Linked DNA regions of Ovis aries: region 1 is linked to region 2. A link is a contact called in public Hi-C data. All regions are on one chromosome and are shown on one strand. Each heading gives the region's core, a stretch centred on a gene start, on an enhancer-like site or on the middle of the called end of the contact. The rest is flanking DNA. Distances are from core to core; before and after follow the strand shown.

Region 1 (7,085 bases), core at 2,110-4,609, 150 kb before region 2:
GAGACAGAATAAAGGGGACTATTGTGAACTACTCAGAACAATCGCCAAGAATGTATTTTAAGAAATGAAAGACAGAAGTAGGGGAAAAGAAGAAAGAAGAGAAACAAGCAATTTGAAGGACATTATGTGTAGTGCCATTCCATTCATGGGAAACATTTAAGGGAAAATATGCATGTAAATGCCTAGGAAACTTCTAGAAGGATACACAAGACTAAGAGCTATAGGGGGAGCAGGTAAAAGAAGCATAGGGAAGAATTTCTTTTTTACTTTTCACTCTATAACCTTGGGTCTCTTTTAAAAATTGTGAACATGTGTTATTTTTGTAACTTAAAAAATAGATATTTCAATGATTAGAAAAAAAATGCATTGATGCAGAAAATAAAATTCCACTTTAGAGAAAATTAATTTCCAAGAAAACTGTCATTCTCTAACAACGTCAAAAAAATTAAGGATAGCTATTCAACACTGACAGCAGGTCAGGTTGTCATGACTCATTCTGATTTCACATATGGAAATAAAACTGCCCACTTCACTGGATTAGACATATTCAATAAAAATTATAAAAAGCACCCAACAGTTGCCAGCACTTAGTAAGTGTTCAATAAAAGTCACTGTTATCACACAGTCCTCCCACACCTCACAAGCCTGACTTGTGTCAGGGATGATGAGTCAATGACCAAAATGGAATAGCTATAGCAAGATGCAGGACTTGAATTCTACCCCAGGTGAACTTCCTTCTGGACTACAGTCAGCCTTTGAGGAAGATGACAGTGCAGTCCTCAATCGCAGAGGCATCTCCTCAAGATCTGCAGATGGTCCCACCTCCATATAAGAACAACCCCATTACCTATTAAAATCCCCACTTAAAAGAGACTCCTACACATTTATGTATTTTCCCCCCAAATTTCCTACCCTCTTCTCCAACAAACCAGCTTGATGAGTAGTAGAAGCTGAAGACTTCCACCCTTTTTGCTTTCCTTCTACATTTTTCTGTTCACAGATTCCACTCCCCCAATACCTGCGGCATTCTCTGGAGGCCAAATACACCCCCCCCGCCCAGACAAGGAGGCTATGTGCTGTTCACGAGCTCCCAGGCCAGAATTCTCCTTTCCCCAAACCCTCTGCTCTTTGAGAGGGCTTCTCTTGTGGCGGAGCGCGGGCTCTAGAGCATGTAGGCTCGGTGGTTGTGGCACAAGGGCTTAGTTGCCCCGAGGCTTGTGGTGTCTTAAGGCAGATTCTTAACCGCTGGACCACCAGAGAAGGCCTTCAAACCTTTTGCTCTTTGGGGTGTGACCTCCCTCAGCCTCCACACACCCCCCGCAACCCCCTGCTAACCTCAGCCCCTGGATTTGGCGGCTCATCTCTGGACAGGAAGTGGAGAGAGGTCAAATATGCCTTACAGGCCTGTCCCTTTGAGCCAAAGCCCTGAGAGGCTCTGCTTCAGTCCTAAATCCCCTCCCCCAGCCCCACAGGCAGGTAGCAAGCCCTGGGAAGGGTTCCCACAGTGCATTAGCTCTGAACAGGTCAGGAGGAAGAGGAGTGTCATGCTATCCAGCCTCTGTTGTCAATAATTCATGAGGTTCAGACTGAGGGGCACCAGTCAGAGTCAGTTTTCCCCACACATGGGGAAAATTAGACTCAAGCTCTCTTATCTCATCGAGATGTGCTGAATATCACAGCTATATAACATCTCGATTGAGGAATAAACTATAAATCCAGTGCATGTTTGTTATATCATTCACTACTCATACACTTTTAGATGCTGAAATCTTTTTGGCTGCTCAGCTGACCTACACATGTACTACCTGAACCTTTAGCAAGTATGAATTCTGTTAAACAGCAATCCCGGAACTGAATTTCACAGACCGGGATTCTCTCTCCTCTAATTGTAGGGATTGACATCAGGTTGCCAGACTGGTGATTTCACCAACTAACAACCCTTTTCTTAACCTACCCATCTGCTTTCATCATATTCTCTTAACAGAAAGACTAACACCAAAAAATAATTAAAAAGAGCAAAAGCATATCCCAGAATAAAGGACTATCTCTTAAATTAAATAAGCTTAGCTTTATGAAACACTGTATTTTCTTTTTATTTTTTGCCTTGAACTAGTGAAAACTTTGCCTTGGATCTACACAGCTTCTCAGTCTGGCATTTGGAGGCCACAGGGTTAAACCAATTCAGATGCTGACACTGGGTCTGCCGGGCCTTTCTTCAGTGTATCATAAGCCATCCAGATTTATTAATTCTCCCAGAAACCCAGGAGGGAGATCATTTCAGCCCACTTGGGAGAAGTAGGGGCTGAAGTCTTGGACACAGAATTTATAGCTGGAGAGGACCTTATCTATCATCTACCCCAGCACCCTCAGCTTACAGATGGAGAGCCTGGCTTGTGGCAGCAATAATAATTACTCTATGGTAGCAATAATTACTATGTGTTTAGTAGTTCAAAGTTTATAAAATGCTTTTACATTCAACAAATATTTATTGAACTAGGATGGAGGCTAAGACCTGGGGACACAGTGATTATGAAGCACTTGAGTGCTCCTGAGTGCTCTGAATTTCCACCACTGGTTAGGGGACACTCTAGCCTCCTTGCTACCACTTAGGCCTAGAGAAGTTCTCTAGAGCGGAGGATATAAGAGATCCTGTCAGGTCAGGATCTTTAATTCTGCACGCTGGTTACCCCTGGTGATCAGAGTCTACCCTCCAGGCCTATGGGGATGGAGGAGAACTTGAGCCAGAGTGAAGGGCAGTGCAGGCCTAGCCCTGCTCCTCTCCATCAGGCGTCTCCCGTAGGCTCCTCCAGGCTCCCCTGAGACCCTCAGGAGGAGCCTCACCCCCATGAGCAATCTCAAAACATCTGGCCTCCTTTGAGCTGTCACAAACGTGGACCCAGACTTTCTTGGAAAACAAAACCCACCTTGAAGTTCTAGGAAGCAAAAGCAAACAGTTAAAGTCCCCTCTGCCCCAAGAACTGACGTGGGCAAGCAGAGGTGGGAGGAGGAGAGGGAGGACAAGGAAGTCTACGAGCTCCCCGAGGTGGGGAGGGCCCCACAGGGAACCGGAACCGACAGCACCGTCCCAAGCCGGGCCGGCCAGGGCGAGCAGGGGATCTAGGGGCGCGGGGGCCACAAACGGCAGGGGGCGCTCTTGGCCACGGCCGGCTCCCCTGGCCTAGGGCCCGCGCGGAGCGGGAGGAGCTGTCCCGATCTAGGGCTTAAGAGGGGCGGGGAGACGGGATCCGGGAGCCAGAAGCTGGGAGGGGAGCGGGCCGCCGAGCCAGGAGGCGATTCACTCTTCGCCTTGCCCCTCGCCCTGCCCCACTGTCACCTCCCCTGGGCGGTGCAGAACCCTGAACCGGCCGGCGCCATGCTGAAGGTGCGACTGCCTTTGGGTGCCTGTGCGCGGTCGTGGAAGTCGGTCCGGATGGCCAGCTGCGGGATGGCGCGCCGGAACCCGCTGGAGAATAAGGTGGCCCTAGTAACGGCCTCCACTGACGGGTGAGTGCCCGAGTGAGTCTCTGAGTCCCCCGTTGTCTGCAAACAGGTGATACCCCTTGTCCTTGGCCTCCCGCGCCCTCTCTTCAGCCCTCCCGTGCGGCCAGAGCTGGCCCTGGAAGAAAGGCAGCACGTGGTTGGCCTGCAGCCCCCTTCAGATTCCGCTCCCCCCACCTTTGCAGTTAACAGCGCTCTTGTCACTGCCGCCCCTGGCTCGAGTCCGCCGCCTTGGCGTTGCCCCTCACCCTACCCCGTCTATCCTGTCTCCTGGGGTTCTGGGCCGCCCCAATCAACTGGCTCCACCTAGAGTCTGGGAAGACCAGAGGCCGGAAGTCCAAGACAGTCCAGATTTCAAACACCCTATGCACTGCCTACACCGACTGTGGAAATGTTCCAGACACCCCCACTGTGGCACCCCCAGGAGCCTCACAGAACTTTGCCCCTTCCCTAGAGGGGACACAAGTCATGTGTCCAGGTTCTTGTTTAGTTCAGTATACTGTGGCCTCTCTTGCCCAGCCTGTTTCTTACCAGCCACTGTGACCTACCCTGTTTCTCATTCCCACAGACCCCTGCTAGATGCCAGCTCTTCACAAAGTTAGAATACATATAAATGGGGAAACCTGGAGAAGGCAATGGCACCCCACTCCAGAACTCTTGCCTGGAAAATCCCATGGACGCAGGAGCCTGGTAGGCTGCAGTCCATGGGGTCGCACAGAGTGGGGCACGACTGAGGCGACTTGGCAGCAAATGGCTAACAAGCGCAAAATGTGTGGCCCTGGGGGTTTCCCTGGAGGTCCAGTGGCTAAGACTCCATGCTCTCAATGCAGGAGCCCCAGGTTTAATCCCTGGTCAGGGAACTAGATCCCACATGGACCAACCAAGACCCATATAGCCAGGTAGATAATTTTTTTTTAATGTATAACCCTTTCTCCTATGAATGTAAAAAATTTATGTTCATAACCAGAGACCCCCAGTTTCATATGTACTCCAAAATATAACTAGTCAGTTCAGTTCTGATGCTGGGAAAGATCGAAGGCAGGAGAAGGGGATGACAGAGGATGAGGTGGTTGGATGGCATCACTGACTCAATGGACATGAGTTTGAGTAAACTCCAGGAGTTGGTGATGGACAGGGAGGCCTGGGTGCTGCAGCCCACGGGGTCGCAAAGAGTCGGACACGACTGAGCGACTGAACTGAACTGACTGAACCAGAGACCCCGTTTCATATGTACCCCAAAACATAACTAACAATAGAATATTGAGATGATGTAGACTACTGTCCTAAGGAAATTATTTAGGGGTAAAGGCTTTTCTGAGACTCTCCAATCATGGAAATCACTGCTGCTTGCTATACCCCTAAGTCATTTCTCTCTCCCCTCAGTCCCTATAGGGTATGGAGCCTATGATAACACCTATGGAAGGTGTTATCACTTCCTGGGAACCTAGACTGAGGGCCAAAACCATAATAAAAATAGTAAACCAGTGCCAAAAAGATGCTAAGCATGTCCATCTGTATGGTAATGGCTGTGCCATTAATCCTAACAGGTGGAGGTCCTACAGAAAGCAGCCTGACTTAAGAGCCCATGCTCTCCCCCTCTTCCTGTACCAGGCTTAAAAGTCCTTCTCTCTCTCTGCCCACAGGATCGGTTTTGCCATCGCCCGGCGTCTGGCGCAGGACGGGGCCCACGTGGTGGTCAGCAGCCGGAAGCAGCAGAATGTGGACCGGGCAGTGGCAGCACTGCAAGGGGAAGGGCTGAGCGTCTCGGGCACCGTGTGCCACGTAGGGAAGGCTGAGGACCGGGAGCGGCTGGTGGCCACGGTAAGCAGCAGACATACAGGTCCAGAGCCACGAGACAGCAGAAAGGAGGCAGCCTGCACTGGCCTTCCTAGACAACATGGGTGTAATCCAAACCAGCACTGTTCACTAAAATAAAATAGTGCATTCCACATACCCACACCAGTCCACCAGCACATTTTTATGTATGCCTTTCGGTTCTGTCTCCGAGAATCATCCCATTTCAGTGAGAGAACCAAAAAACACTCTACTGTTCTACCCTGCATTGTGCCTTGGGGCACCCAAAAAACTCCAGTTGGTCCTGGTTCTCCAGTAGCTTCCAGTCTAATTGGGCAGATAAGAAGGGTAAATAGGCATTCCCACTATAGGCTAAGAAACAATCAATCCCCGGTTTTTCAGTTTATAAAGTTGAGTGCCCAGGAACCTATAGGAGGCAGCCCATTTTGTTTCAGCCACCGTGTGCCATTCACTTTGTCTCGAGCCTTTCACGGGTTATCTGCAAACAACAACCCAAGCAAGGGTGGGACTATGCTCCCTGTTTAAAGAATGGTTCAGAAAGCTGGAGCAACACCCCAAGGTCCCACAACCAGTAAGGGAAGAGGTATGAGCCAACCCAGACTTACCAGCTACCTGTGTGTTTGTGTTGGTCACTGAGTCATGTGATCCCATGGACTGTAGCCCACCAGACTCCTCCATCCATGGAATTCTCCAGGCAAGAATACTGGAGTGCCTAGCCATTCCCTTCTCCAGGGGATTTTCCCGACACAGAGATCTAACCCGGGTCTCCTGCATTGCAGGCAGATTCTTTACCGTCGCAGCCACCAGGGAAGCCAAGCTACCTACAATCTACCAAGCATTTCCCTACCAGGTCAGGCCTTAGGTGCCCTCTTGGACTTTAGTCTCAAAGAACGTGGCTAAACCAGTGTCGAGAGTTGGTTGGCACCAGTCTTGCAGGTAAACATCTTACAAAGGAGGCCACTCTTTCCTAGGCTCAGGGCACACTCTTTATTTCTTGGAGTGGCAGGAAGAATCTACCCAGGGATGGGAAGCAAAAGATACTCTGCTGACAGAATGAAAAGCGGTGGAAGTAATTTGGGTACTCTTAGACAAGGAGGGCATGAAACGATTGTAGACAGTGGCGTAGTAAACACCACAGGTTATTCCATTTGTCAGGAGTCATTTGGCAGATGCTCAAATGTGCATTGGAGACAGTCAGTTGTGGGTCCAAGAAGGCCACCATGCCTGGCCACCTCTGCCATCTCTGCTGGACAGAGCCCAAGACCTTGATCCTCAGGGTGGGAGCCACCTGGGATCCTGGACCAACTAGTGGTCATGTGAAATGTATGTGGCCACTTATTGTCAAAATCCTGCTGGGAAGGTGACTTCTGGGCCCTCGCTAGGTCCCCTTTGCCCATCCTGCAGCTCTGACCCAGAAGTGAGGTTTGAGCTAGACTTTGAGGAGTGGGTGGGACTAGGCAGATGGCCTAGGGCCAGGATCCCAAATGATTCTGCAAAGTGAGCAGATAGTCAAGGAAGGGAGGGTGGGGTGCTCTGTGAACCCACAGTGTGAGAGCACAGGCTCAGGAGCCCTGGTAGGAAATGGGTTGGGTGGGAAGGATGGGGGACATGGACCTCCATGGCCTCCCAAAGGAGTTTAGTCATTCTTGGAGGAGATAAGAATCCACGCGAGATTTTGAGTGAGGTGGAAATAATTACTAAAGAACAATAATCTGGCACTGGTAGGAAGGATATATTGGAGAAATGAAGACTCTGGGCAAGGACATTGGTGA
Region 2 (6,719 bases), core at 2,809-5,308:
GTCTTTAAAAATGAGAAAAATTGGGACTTCCCTGGTGATTCAGTGGTTAAGATTCCATACTCCCACTGCTGGGGGCCCAGGTTCAATCCCTGGTTGGGGAACTAAGATCCCACAGTTGCTCGTCACAACCAAAAAGGGAAAAAAAAAAAAAAAAGGAAAATCATCTTTCCTCCCTAGAATGTCCCAGCCAGCAGAGGTCATCTTGTAGTAAGCAAGAAGGCTGACAGAGGTCTCGCCGTCACAGGTATCTCTACTCTCAGTTCACATCTGGAGAGGTTTTAAGATTCACAGCACAAAACCAAGCTGCTCTCCCCAGTGCCTAGGCCCCCTCCTCCCCTCCCCCCATACCCACATGTCCTGGTAGGCCTTCTTCAAGCCTTGGGCAGCAAGCTCCATGGTACGAAGCACTTCTGCATTGGTGGTGGCATTCTCAATGGCCTCACGCTGAAACTCCAGGGTGGATAATGTCCCGTCGGTTTGTGCCAGCTGCTGTTCCAACCTTTTCTTCCTCCGCAAAGCCTGTAGGGCAGCTGATCCAGCCCACACCCTGAACATCAGAGCCAGAAGCGCTTGCTTCCCCCTGGGCCCTCCCTGGTGGCACCTTTCCCTCCCCCATTACCTCTCTTGTTCTTGGTCCCATGCTTCTTGGCGGTTTGTAGCTCCTGTTCAATCTTCTGCTCCAGAAATTCCTGTTTCTTGATCAATATCTTCTCCGTCTCCTTCAGTTTCTGTATTGCCTCTTCAGGGGTTGGCCCCTTCTCCTTCTTTCCTGGAATTCAATGGAGCAGCCCACATTGTGTGAAGGAAAAATATTAGCCACTGATTGTGGAGTGCATGGTATGTGCCAGGCACTTAATAGTGTTGTTAATCCCCAAACGACTTTCTACAATGAAATGTACCAACTCCAGTTTACAAATGTGAAAACAGGCACAAAGAGGTTAACATTTTGATCTAAAATCACAACTGCTGTATAAGAGACTGCAAGGAACTGAAATGAGACAGCATGAATTTCAAAGCTAGGATCCTTTTGCTATTCCTAACTACATTTCAAGTCATTTCCAATCTTTTTTTATTTTTTAATAGACTGTTTTTTTTAGAACAGTTTTGGGTTTACAGCAAACTGAGCAAGTGGAAGGTACAAAGATTTCCCATGTGCCGCCGGCACCCACACATGCATAACCTCCTCATTATCTCGTTCCCCACCAGAGTTCAATCATATTTTATAATCACTGTTCCACTTGTCATCCTAGAAGATACTCAAGGTCCTGACTCCACAGCATCAAATTGAACAGAGCATGGAGGCTAAAGAAAAAAATCTGATCTCAATTTTTCCCTTTATCTTCTGTACTTTTAACAGACTTATTTAAAAAAAAAAAGCTGAAGGCCTGAGCCTGCTTAAGATCCTTCCATACTCTGCACAGAATAAAATCCAAAAAAGGTTTTTTAACAAGATACACAGGGTCCTTCACACACACACGCACACCCACCCATACTCAGAGGTCAGAACTTTTCCCTAAATATACCACACTTTTACCTGCCTCTGTTTTGCACAGTTACCTCTTCCTAGAGAACCTCAACCACCCTTCCACCCCCCACCCCCCACCCCCCGCTTGGCATACTTCTAGACTCCGGATCACCATCTGCCACCCTGATTCTTCTGTGTGCCCCTGGCTTTCGGGAAAATCTCCATTACGGAGTTGCCACACCACACTGTAAATGCCAGATTTTGCCTGTCTCCCCCACCTCAGAGGAGCTCAAGAGGGCTAGCTTTCTTGGGAAGCACCAGTGTTTTGGAAAGGACTGGTTGCCAAGAAACTCGTCCCAAAAGCCTCAACAGTGGGAGCCAGCACAGTAGCCACGCCCTCCACTCGCGCCCCCTCCGGGGCCTCGGGCTCTTCCCTCGCGAGGAAGGCAGCTGGAACCGCGCACGCTCACAAGCTGCGGTGCTGGCTCGGGAGAAGGCCGGGTTATCGGGGTTTTCCAGACAGCGTCTCCGGCTCTCCCCGCCTCCAGCCCCCTGCGGCCCGCACCTCCCGGGGGCCAGTCTCGCCCGGGCTCACCCCTCCCGAACAGCCGGCCAAGCCCACTCATCGCGACCCTCGCCTCTCCCGCCTCCGCCCCACGGTATCCCGACCGCTTCCGCCTTGCTCAGGGAAGGTGCCGTACGCATCACTCCGAGACCGGCCTCGGCCAATCCCTCCTTAGGGCACCGCGGCGACATCATCAACAGGCGCCAGTGAGACCACTGCTATCACGTGAGCCAACACACCAGCCCCAAACCCACGCGCTCCTCTCAAAGCGGCCGCTTCGTTTCCCGCTGTATAAAAAGGCCGCCCCACTCCAACCCGCGAACAAACTGTTTCCTGGAAGGAAATGTGGCAGGGTAATGCACCCTACTACTTGGGGCCAGTGGAAGAGTTTTTTTATGCCCTTGACAGAGCTCGGGAGAGGGGTGGGAATGGGGAGAGCACAAGGAGATCACAGTAGGTTTGCCACAAGTTTATAAAGCGGCACCAGTGCCTCACAGTCTGGTCTTTGCACCTCCGGATGGCCCACCCCAGGTCAAAACAGAAACAACCCACACAGGATAAGATCTCTTCTGCCGCACACAAATACACTTTAATAATTTACAAATGCACCTGAAAATGCCCTCCTGATTTCCTTTCAGTTCTGTGCCTCAAATGACTGGACCTCAGAGTCCAGCCTGGGCCTTTGTGAATGCATCTAATCCTTGAGTTAGGGTTTGAAGGCTCATTCCATGCTGGACATGAATGCAGGTAACACCTAGAAAGAAAAGAAGCCGCATTTCATCAGGCCTTCGGGGCTCCCAGTTAGGACGCTCGCCTTTTTGGGCATCACCTGCATGCAAAATATCCTGTACATACCTATCAACCCTTTCCCTCTTAGGAAGCCTTTCTCCTCATTCCCCAAATGGCTAGCCTCACCACTTAGTACCCAGTTTGCTGACATCTACGATGTTCCTCTTCTCATCATCAAAGAAGATCATCTGGGAGAAAGGAACTCCGGTCTTCCGCTGCAACCTGTGCAAGACAGGGTGGGAGTGAGCACTCTGGCTTCTTAGCCCCTCCAGACTCCCTGGTCTTCTCTCCCTGCCTCACGACTTATCGCTTCGTACCTCTCAAAGTGCGTGACTTTGCTGCCTGGATAGATTTCCCGATGAACAAAGTATCTGACAAGGTCAAAGAGCTCCAGCAGCTGGTTGGCTCCTTCAACCTCACCTGTCCTACAAAAAGGTATAGTAGATGGGGAGAATGGAGGGCCAAGGCTTCAAGTGAAGTTACGTGTAACCAGGGGGAAATCAACTTCTTGTTTGTCCGGGATGGGCAAGCATCTTCCGTCCAGCTTCAATTCCATATCCTTCCTGTCTGACACGGGTACCACTGAGCCAATGTTTATTAAATTACAAAATGCACAGCAGAGGGTACAATTCGAAAACGTACAAATACTTGCAAATTTGCACAGCCTAAATTTTTGCAGCCAAAGGGTTACACGGAAGTCTCCTCCTGCACACATCTCTCAACATTAGACCGACTCAGTCCCTCTTCTTACCGTGAAGCGGCCGCAATGGGCACTCCCAGGCCCCGCAATCGTTCCAGGACCTCAGGCACCTCAGGGTACAGCTGGATGCTCTGGCCCCGCCTATCTCGTACAGTTCCATCACTGGAGAGGGCGAGAGTGCGCTCAGCTCCCGCGGAGCCCAGCCTGGCCCCAGGCCTCCCCAGCCCTGCCTCACCTGCTCTTGTGGAACGGGGGGTCTACGTGCGTGTCCACCCAGAACGGCCAGAGCGTGTAATCTGCGAGAGGAAGAAGGTGGGGGTGTCTCAGCCTGCGCTGGTGCAGGGCCACAAGAGCAGGTACTGGGGTTTGGAGAAATACTGTGCCTTACGAAACTTGCCCCAATCCGGTCCCTCACCTAGATCGAAGACTGCGAGTTTCGGAAGTCGCGCCATGACCGGTGCCCGCAGGCTGTGCGCACGGAGGCAGGCCTTGCTCTCACAGCTCGGTGGCCGCCGGCTGGCCTCAGAGAAACGGCGACTAGAGCGTCGCCAAGCCGAGCTGAGAAGGTCGGTCCCAAGACCGCACAAGGGCGCCCTCTCGTGGTGGAGGAGGGGAAGGACCTCAGCAAAGTACCATCGCTCCCATGACCCTCAGGTCTCTGCAAGGTATCTTCCCTTGTTTCTCCACCTCACCTAGGCTCACCATATTCTACTGAACTAGAGGAGCCAACGAAGGGAAGCCCTTTCTTCTAGTATCCCTCTCTCATTTTATCTCACCGAGACCTAAAGTGATCCATCATAGCTCATCACTCCTCATCCTATCTCAATATCAGCCTCTCATGGTATAGAAACCTGAGCCCTCAGCAATATTCCAGCCATAAAAAAATGTAGTGTTGATTAAGCTCTTGAGGGCTTTTCTTGAACCAGGCCCAAATGACCTGTAGCATCTCAATGGGAGAGAACTCACTCTCCTGGTTTCTAACACCTACATCAATAGTATGCTGAAAGATATTTAACAACCAGTTTGGGGGGAAGGACTGATTTGTATTGTCAATTTCTGTAAATACTCTGACCGTGGCCAATTTCAAGCTACCAACATGAAGTCAGTTAATATGGGGCTGGGAAAGATGCCAGCGATTAACTCTGGCACAAGTAACAGTTGGCTCTGGCACACTCCTGAGTATATACACTTACAGTTTGAGAATTCCTCCAAGGGTGCATTCCTGTCCATTGTCACAGTCCTTCAGCCTGGTGTAACTGGGTGTGCACCGGGTCCGTTCTGGGTTTTTTTTTACCACACCCAAAACTAAGATCCGACTGGTTCTGTGGGATCTTAGTTCCCCAACCAGGGCCTGAACTCTAGCCCTTAGCAGTGAAAGCACGGAATCCTAACCACTGAACCACTGGGGAATTCCCTGGGTCCACTTTGATTTCAGTCACATTTGTGCAATAGAAGAAAGATTCCAGGAGGTCAAGAAATATTTTATTGAGAACCAGGGACACAGCCATAAGAGAGCGAAGCACACAGGACTGCAAACTAAAACCCAGTAGCCAGCAAGGGCCCTCTGGGCCAGGAACACTGCCTCCTGGGGTCCTCACAGTCTCCCACCAGCAGACACACAAGACTGGGCAGCCAGGGGAGCGGGGAGTGGTTCTGGTGTCCCACAGAGGGAGAGGATATACGATGCCTCATTATGAGTGACAGGGCAGGGAGGTCAAGCGGAGCGGAGTCCATCACTGCCTAAGACCACCCCCTCCTCTCAGAGCCAACACCAGGTGGAGGACTGAGCCACCTAGTATCTTGTAGTCAGCTGCCGTCTTCTCATCATTCCTACAGGAAGAGGCAAAAACAGGAAAACAAGTTGTTAGCAACACCCTTTAGAGTGGCACTCTTGACCTGGGTTTCATGGATCTCTGGAGATCTATGAGTGCATATGAGAAAATAAATTACATCTTTTATGTTTTTACTAACCCCCAACTGTAACTTGATATTTCTTTCAATTTTGAACACAGACAAAAGCCCACAGAGGAATTAGCAATATAGGTAACCTGTTAACAAGAGAAATTAGAGATATTTTCAGACTTCCCTGGTGGCTCAGTGGCAGAGAATCAACCTGCCAGTGCAGGAGACAGAGGTTCAATCCCTGATCTGGAAAGATCCCACATGCTGAGAAGCAGCTAAACCCATGTACCACAGCTGTTGAGCCTGTGCCCTAGATCCCGGGAGCTGAGACTACTGAAGCCCACACGCCCTGCAGCTGGTGCTCTGCAACAAGAGAAGTCACGGCATTGAGAACCCCACGCGCTTCAACTAGAGCAAAGCCAGCGCCGCAAAGACCTAGCATAGCCAAAAAAAAAAATCCCATCACCATACCTTCATTTCCATTCCATACTTACATCTGTTTACCACTGTAGATGAGCCGCTGCTGCTGTGGTGGAATCCCCTCTTTCTCCTCCACACGCTCCTTAATTCGTTCCACCTTTAGGGGTACAAGTAGTCAGGGGCTGCTCAGGGGGAGGGACCATGGAAGTGGAAAGAACAAGAGCTATGCAGATCGCATGAGAGCAAAAGGACTAATTTCATCAGCATACCCAGGCAAAGGCACATGTAGGGAGATAGGCTTGGAGAGGTACTGGGCATACACTACCTTGTCCGTGGGTTCAATGTCAATCTCAATCTCCTTTCCGGTCAGCGTCTGAAATAGGCAAGGCTTTCATAAGTCTTATAGTTCAGTATACAATTTGTCTCCTAGGTAAAACATCCTGGCCTAGCCTTGGGGGATTGACTCCCTCCTGAGAAATGCACATTCTCAGCAAAGTTGATTTGAAGTGTCAGGAGTATTTGCTCAGACCCAATTTCAGACATTTTTAGGCTGTGAACAACTTTGACAGGGGAAGAGTCTGTAAACCATTTGACCTCTTAATCTCACAGGTCATCTCATTCCCCACCCAATTAGAATCCATGAGAATACTATAACTCCTTTGGATAAGACAGCAATGAGAGTTGACCTAAGGAGAGTATTCCTTTGAAAAGGACCTTGTTTTATGTACTAATGCTAGAAATTAACACTCAGATAATTCAAAGCATTCTCAAGGACACTAGAGATCACCTCTGACCAGCTTTTTAAGCAATACTAGAACTCAACATTCTATTCTCCTGTATCTTCTCCAGATTTTCACCTGAATCCTAAAATTGCAGCT

What was found. Hi-C and Micro-C count contacts between places; a contact is called where the count stands out from the background.
Region 1: a contact with region 2 is called in a Hi-C map of blood, with 5 times the contacts expected there. The contact joins the promoter of LOC101119050 here to the promoter of MDP1 in region 2. A contact is called at or near these places in 4 of 16 Hi-C or Micro-C datasets (blood and muscle).

The regions. Positions count from the first base shown.
Region 1 is chr7:20,911,395-20,918,479 of ARS-UI_Ramb_v3.0, reverse strand. LOC101119050 (dehydrogenase/reductase SDR family member 4) reads left to right here and starts at 3,359. Exons shown (of 6, transcript XM_060418943.1): 1 at 3,359-3,504; 2 at 5,142-5,319. The coding sequence starts at 3,374. LOC132660161 (a long non-coding RNA gene) reads right to left here and starts at 1,332. Exons shown (of 2, transcript XR_009601431.1): 1 at 1-1,332.
Region 2 is chr7:20,760,577-20,767,295 of ARS-UI_Ramb_v3.0, reverse strand. MDP1 (magnesium dependent phosphatase 1) reads right to left here and starts at 4,058. Exons shown (of 7, transcript XR_001434898.4): 1 at 3,935-4,058; 2 at 3,755-3,815; 3 at 3,571-3,681; 4 at 3,137-3,244; 5 at 2,956-3,041; 6 at 2,640-2,784; 7 at 656-769. It overlaps NEDD8 (NEDD8 ubiquitin like modifier), which reads right to left. Exons shown (of 4, transcript XM_004010305.4): 2 at 6,167-6,214; 3 at 5,916-5,998; 4 at 4,980-5,349. The coding sequence ends at 5,253. It overlaps CHMP4A (charged multivesicular body protein 4A), which reads right to left and starts at 2,150. Exons shown (of 6, transcript XM_027971599.3): 1 at 2,061-2,150; 2 at 620-769; 3 at 353-530. The coding sequence starts at 2,091.